Linked DNA regions of Hordeum vulgare: region 2 is linked to region 1. The links are chromatin contacts, called in public HiChIP or PLAC-seq maps. All regions are on one chromosome and are shown on one strand. The core of a region is the stretch at or near the end of the contact, and the rest is flanking DNA. Distances in the headings are between cores, read along the strand shown. Region 1 holds the start of LOC123412943 (CASP-like protein 1E1). Region 2 holds the start of LOC123407240 (outer mitochondrial transmembrane helix translocase-like).

What was found. HiChIP or PLAC-seq counts read pairs in DNA pulled down with a chosen protein or histone mark.
Region 2: a contact with region 1 is called in an H3K4me3 HiChIP or PLAC-seq map of embryo, with 7 times the contacts expected there. The contact joins the promoter of LOC123407240 here to the promoter of LOC123412943 in region 1.

What each region holds. Positions count from the first base shown.
Region 1 is chr7H:537,619,469-537,623,266 of MorexV3_pseudomolecules_assembly, forward strand. It overlaps LOC123412943 (CASP-like protein 1E1), which reads right to left and starts at 1,976. Exons shown (of 2, transcript XM_045105903.1): 1 at 1,498-1,976. The coding sequence starts at 1,769.
Region 2 is chr7H:537,851,971-537,855,768 of MorexV3_pseudomolecules_assembly, forward strand. LOC123407240 (outer mitochondrial transmembrane helix translocase-like) reads left to right here and starts at 1,697. Exons shown (of 6, transcript XM_045100330.1): 1 at 1,697-2,106; 2 at 2,214-2,514; 3 at 2,664-2,822. The coding sequence starts at 1,906.

The DNA of each region.
Region 1 (3,798 bases), core at 726-3,225:
TCATCAACTCTGCTCGATATTCGAAACAAGCGGACACGTCTCTGTCGGAAAAGAATCGATCTCGACAATCCTTTCGGAAATCTCTATCCGTATCCCATATATCTCCACCTTTTGTAAAAGGCCAAATCGCTTGGTGGCTGCTATCTCAGGCCGCCGGAGCACACCCATCAGGACGAGCAGGCGTGCCCCACCGTGGCCATGACGGTTGAGCTGGGATTATCCATCCATCTCTTTCCGCAATAATGCCGCTCGGATCGGTCGATCGATCGGGCCAGCCAGCCACGTACGCGGTCATGGACAAAGATTCATGCGTCTCTGGACGTGGACAAAGCGGAAATCGTTTTGCAGTTTCTTCCCGACCACCAGAAAAGATCGACGTGGGCAAAGAGGAAATCGTCCATTACTTGCACCACATGCGTTCTCGTTGGGCGTCGATCGAATTACTTACTCCATAGTATTCTGGTTTGTTGCGGCATCCTTGTCTATGGTGCAGCGTGAAGGTTCTTTCTAGGTAGGGGAAAGAGAATGTCTTGTTTGCACGTGGAACGACTAAAGGTTCGATCGAGCCGTGAGCGGTAGGAATCAGCTGGACGGGCACGCACGACACTGCATTTCTTGCGGACCGTCGACCCTTCTCACCCGAAGAATTCGTACGGAAATATGGAGGAGATGGTGAAAGTGTAGTGTAGAAGCACTTTTGCCTAACTAATGTGAAGGAGATATGTTGTGTCTGGATCGGCAAACGCTAGCTATAGATGTGCCTTCGGCAGAAATGGCATGTATTTGTTGGCCTTGACTGAACTACATCAATATACAGCTAGTAGAGTACTCCCTCCGTTCCAGATTAATTGTCTTAGATTTGTCCATATACATGTGTATCTATGCACATTTCTAATTAAGGAAAATGACAATATATATAATTGACTGGTTGCATGTGCTTGGCTGGCCCCGTTTTCTAAAACTTACGCGGCATCGATCCTTGTACTCCGGTATCTTTGCGTCAGATAGATACAATGTGTACGTGCTGTTGCAGACGTACTTGCATCATGGACGATCTATATGACTATATCCGGTAGCTATAGAGGTGCTTTCGGCAGAAATGGCATGTATTTGTTGGCCTTGACTGGACTACAGTAACACTATCTACTCCAGCGCAGCAACTTTCCTAATTAATGAAAATGACAAACATATAGTAATTGATTGGTTGCATGTGCTTGGCTGGCCCCATTTTCTCAAACGTACGCGGCATCCTTGTATCTTTGTGTCAGATATTGCTACAATGTGTGCAGACGTACTTGCATCATGAACGATCGATATCCGCCGAGCAAACAGATTAAAAGAAGCGGAAGGAAATCCCACAAGGAGGAGAACAAAACAAATCCAGGAGAGCTCTTCACCGGAGAACGATGGTGTCGTGTGGATGTGTAATAATTAATCGCGGTGCTGGTGTGGTGGCGAGGAAGAGGAAAGAATCAGGTACGGGAGCGCTTCACTTACACGAAGGCGGAGGAGTAGGACCACTTGGCCGTGACGGGGACCTGCAGCGGCGGCAGCTTGTCGGCGATGGTGACCTGCACGGTGCTGGTCTGCCGGTCCAGGCCCATTACCACGGCGGCGACCAGCGTCGCCGCCAGGATGAACACGCGCAGCGCCACGCCGCACCCGTCCACCGCCGGCTTGCTGGGCGCCGCCGCTCCCATGTAACTCCTCCGGCTGTCGGACAGGCTGCTCACGCCGCTGAACCCGGGCTTCACCCGCGACGACTCCATTGCCGACGCCGGTTTCTCGGGTGGCTGAGCGGGCGAAACGGTGCGGTGGTGGTGTGGCACGGAGCGCGTGCGTCACTGACTCGCTACCTGAGGTGTGGTTGGCTCTATCTATGCAAGAATGCGTTGGACGGGGATCGCTACTTATGGTTGGAAGTAGGTTGGGGACGGGTCACCGCGACGAGCATGGCTACCGCTCACCGTCTTAACGGGTAACGAACTGAAATCGACTGGATTTTTTGCCGCCGAATAAATGGAGTCAGCTGAAATTTTCTGGAGTCCCAGTTGATTCCTTTCTTTAGGGAAGTCTCGGTTGATTCAGAAAGTGTGGTTTTTGGTATAAAATGTAACTTGCATTTTTTACTTCAACCACTCCCTCCGTTCTTCCTTTATACTCCACTAGTCAAATACCCGTGCGTTGCCACGGGAGATATCAAAAAATAATGATGTTACCGATCAAATCATTGTACTATTCAATGTTGATGTGCTTACTTGAGAGTATAAAATATTATGATCAGTTTGACTATAGAAAATACATTATTTATTTGGGTATATCATATAAACTCTATGAGCTCTAAGTTTTATGACTAATATATATTTCTGGATGGCGACTTTCAAAGACTAAAATTGAATATGAAACTTAAGTGATAGCTCTTATACTTTTGACAATTCGTTTCCTTGTCTGTGTCACATCATTCTCTTTGTGTTGCAGACAAAAAGCTTTATTGAACTAATGTGTCACCTGGTGTAGCTGGCAATGTACATCATCAGGATTTCATGTACAGTCTAGGTACATTAGCCAACACCATAAAGATTAGAGGCGTGTGCATGGCACGGGAAAGAAAAATTAATGACTAAATTTGGCACTTTATTTTAAACAAAATAATTAGATATTAGATGACGCCAATAAATAGTACTCCCTCCTTTCTAATACATTTTCTTGTTTTCATTGCACAACTTTAACTTTTGGTTCAAGTCTCCCACAAATGGATCTAGTCACAAGTAGGTTCGTGGATCTCGTTTGTTGGCTGAGTTGGCAATGGATCTATTAAGTGGGCTTGGCTGGTAACTTTTTAGGCTGGTGTAATCATGGCCCTGGCTCAAGTGACGATGAGATTTTTTTTATCGATGGCCGTCGTATGTGGGGAGGAGGTCGAACCATCACGACGTTCGATTCTGCTTTAATAGTAGAGATAGTTTGATGCCCGTGTGTTGCAATGGAATAAATAAAATGGCATACCATCTATTTCAGATATCTGTCTAATGCGAGGGCGTAATTTCCATCGATATAGGAACACATATCAATTCTCGTTTCCACTTCTTTCCTCCTCAACAGCCACCACTCCTTGAATGAAGGCACAGTGTCATGTTTTTCGTGCCTCTCGTTCCCTTCCGCTTTCATGCTCTTCATTCAACCTTGTAACAAACCTAGTATTCCATACTCCTCGCATTGCCATGGAAGTAAAAATAGTGTAAATGTGTGTTTCAATGTTGTGGTTTTTCCATGTGTGTGATAACATAACAAAATTATCTTGCTTCTTACTATTCGACTACCATACACCACTTTGACCCCGATGATGATGCCTTGACATCGATTATAATATGGGTGCTCATATATTAGCTTAGTTCTTGGTTACAAATTTATTTGTTTTGTAGGGTGGATCCCATACATATGCATGCAAAACAAGTAATTAAAAATGATTTAATTAACCAATTATCTCAGCGAAGTCGTTGGCAACCAACTGATACAAAGTCTGGGTTAGAATGTAGCCAAAATATAGAAGCCCTAGCCGAATGGTACCCAAATTTCACTATAGCATGGCCAACAGAATTACATGAACAATGGCAAAAGGTAAACTCATGCATGTCTATCAAACGGTCATCATGCAAGTACTCCTCATATTATGAGGCGGTACAATACATCATAATCCGCCAAATAAAAGTCACCAACATTGAGTGCTTGGATCAACATATGTGAGTCCAACTCCAAAATATGGGAGAAAAGTCTGTGAGTCATCTATCCATTCAGAAT
Region 2 (3,798 bases), core at 447-2,946, 230 kb after region 1:
TGCTTCAAAGTCTTGAGAATGATTTTCTTCAGGACACACCGAATTCCTCAATTTCAATATCTTCATGAGGAATATCAATGTCATCGCAAATTCTTCGCGATTCAAATCTTCAGCTTTAGACCAATTTCTTCAACCGAATATATACATTTTTAGGGGTCGATATTCATCGAATATTTCAAACTCCTCAGCGACTTATTGATCCTGTGTACACTCATGAACACATTAGATACTTAACCTATAAGTCTTCAAACCACCAAAATCACTAAGGGGCACTATATGCACTTACAAAAAGTTCGCAGCATAGGCGCACCTCCTCGGTGTGCTCCCACGCCGACTGGGTCACCACCGACACGAGGATGCGATGCGGGTCCAGATGCCAACCATGAGGCGGGTTGACATCTGGATACGGGAAGGGCTGGTGGTACTTCCACTGCCACCGCACCTGATGCACTCGGATGTACAACTGCTCCCTTTCTCTTGGCGGCCCGCATTGAGGTGGCTGGGACGCACGGGAGGAGCTGGCGCGGTGGGTGAGCTTCCCCTTGTACCTGCGAAGTACCCCATGGCGCTAGGGTTTGGTTGTCGTCTGGAAAGGGGCAAGCTTGACTAGATGTGGATGAGAGGAGGGAAGTGGATGAGGCCGACCCCGCACGGTTACATTACAAAGGATCGGTGACCCGCAACTTTAATCCACTGTCAGACGGACCCGGGACAGGTGGCTGCATTTAATAAGATCACCCGCGATGGTCGGGCGGTCAACGGGTGGGGCCGCGGCAGACATCGAGCGGACGCGCCATGAGTCCGTTTTGTATGCACACGAACGCAAACCAGACACAAATTTGGACATGAAGTTCGTCCAGACGAACACCGAACGGACGTGCGACGTGTCTCTTTTGTATTCGCACGAAGGCAAACCAAGCATAAATTTGGACATGAAATGCGTTCAAACGGACACCAAACTGACTTTTTTTGGATTTGATTCCGTGCATTAGACCATGTTTTGTTCCGTTACCATCTAAACAAACACGCACGAACAGTTTGGGTGGTCGGGTTGAAACTGCTCTAAAAACTCAAAGAGCTAGTGACATCCTGTAGTCGAACACAAAAGAAGAAGAAAGAAAAGAACCAATGAATCCAGACTCCCTTTGGCCGACCCGACCCAACCAGATTTGGCCAAACGGGCCGGGTAAATGGGCCGACCCAACAGCCCGCGTGCGTGGCATGACACAGGCCCGACCCGACACGAAGCATGCCTCGAACCGTGCCTGGACCTGGAGGCCGGGCACGCGGGCCGACACGGCACGACCCGTTTATTATATATATATATATATATATATATATATATATATATATACACACACACACATACAAGAATACGGTCCAATAAACCTAAAATAAGCCCATAAGGCTAAAAAATTGCGGCCCAGCGTGATAATCGGGCCAACATGTTGACCCGTTTAATAATCAGATCGTGCTTGGGCCTAGAGACGCAGCCCACGGACCGACATGACACTACTCGACTAATAAACGTGCCGTGGCAGCCCGATTACCACAGGCCGTGTCGGGCCGGTCCGTTTGGCCAGGTGAGGACCCAACCAATCTATTCACGGAGAGACTGAGCGTAACAGCGACCAGAACCGTCATCCACCTTCCCATCCCATTCCCACCCGGACCAAACCCTCCTCCAAGCTGAACGAAAGCCAGGCCAAGCCGAACCGACCCGCCCCCTAAAATCCCAATCCCTTCTCCCGTCCGTCTTCCCTTCTCCACCCCCCCCTTCCTCCACGGACGAATCCAACCCCCCTCGCCCACGCATCTCGCCCCCGCGCGCCCCCCCTTTCCCTTCCCCCGCAAGCAACGACGGGCAGAGAGGGGGCGTCGGGGAATCGGCGGCCGCCGGCGGCGATGAGGTCGACGGACTCCTCGTCGCGGTTCGTGCAGGAGCTGGTCCTGTACGCGGCGAGCGCGGCGCTCAGCTGCCTCGTCCTCTTCGCCGGCCTCCGCCAGCTCGACCCCAACCGCGAGTCCTCCAAGAAGGCGCTCCAGCAGAAGAAGGAGATCGCCAAGCGCCTCGGCAGGCCCCTCATCTCCACCACCCCCTACGAGGTAGTAGCGCGTCACCGCCCTCCACCCTCCACCCATTCCAATCCCTCCACCCCGAACCCAATCCAATCCAATCCAATCCAGGGCTCTAATCTCCGGATTGCTCGCAGGACGTGATTGCGTGCGACGTCATCAACCCCGACGAGATCGACGTCGAGTTCGAGTCCGTCGGCGGCCTCGACGAGGTCAAGCAGGCGCTCTACGAGCTCGTCATCCTGCCCCTGCGCCGCCCCGAGCTCTTCGCCTACGGCAAGCTCCTCAGCCCGCAGAAGGGGGTGCTCCTCTACGGCCCGCCAGGGACCGGCAAGACCATGCTGGCCAAGGCCATCGCCAAGGAGTCGGGCGCCGTCTTCATCAACGTCAGGATATCCAATCTCATGAGCAAGTGGTTCGGTGACGCCCAGAAGCTCGGTAAGCCGCCTCCTAAGATTCTATCCTGTTTGCTGGAATTCATCCTTCCTGCTTCCAATCTTGTTCCTGTACTGACAAAAAAAAAATCTTGCTCCGTGACGTGTATATATCTGTTGTGAAGATGCTCATTTTCTGTAACCCTGTGCCAGTGTCTGCCGTCTTTAGTCTGGCAAACAAGCTCCAGCCTGCCATTATCTTCATCGATGAGGTCGATAGCTTCTTGGGACAGCGTCGGAACACAGACCATGAAGCTTTGACTAACATGAAGACGGAGTTCATGTCTCTATGGGACGGTTTCACCACCGATCGTGAGCACTCTCCCTTGTTGCTTTCATAACACACTGTATATATTTATAATACAGGTTCATAAGTATTTGCTAACAACGTTATAAAGTGTTTTGGCCTCTTAGAGTAGCAGTCTGCATGAAGCTAACAATTAGACAAATGCCACTATCCAAGGACTTCACATATTGGTCTGTACTTAAAAGATTTTTGGTCAAAATTGCACTACACATATTGGTATGTATTGACAAACAACAATCATAACGTGCTGACGTGCGCAACCACGTGATCAGTCGTGCACACACACGCTCATTGATGAGTCGATGGCGTATAGCTGATGCGTGTTGCATCCACACATTTGTCCTGCCGCGCCATAGAGCAGTCCATTAACAAAATGTACTCCTGATAATTTGCACGTTACAGACATCTGTTATTTTGGATTATCAGGATTTGTGTACAAATTTACTTCAACGTTCCCTTGGACTCGGTAGTCACTCGAGGATTTATATGATTTCATCTCTATCAAGTATATTACCCCATTAGAACCGTTCTGGCCAACGAAACATTCTTTTGTTTATAATACATGTTTATATCTACGAACAGCGTTATAAAGTAGTGGTATCTGGCCTCTAAGAGTAGCAGTCTGCATCACTGCATGCAGCTAACAATTAGACACATGCCACTATCCGAGGACTTCAGATATTGGTCTGTACTTAAAAGTTTTTTGGTCAAAGTATGTATTGACAAACGACAATCGTAACATAATGACGTGCACAACCAGGTGATCGGCCGTGCGCACACACGCTCGATGATGAGTTGATGGCGTATATCTGATGCATATTGCATCCACGCGTTTGTCCTTTCGCGCCATAGAACAGTCCATTAACAAAATGTACTCCTGATAATTTGCATGTTACAGACATATGTTATTTTGGATTATTAGGATTTGTATACAATTTACTTCAATGTCCCCTCGGACTCAATAGTCAGTCGAGGATTTAC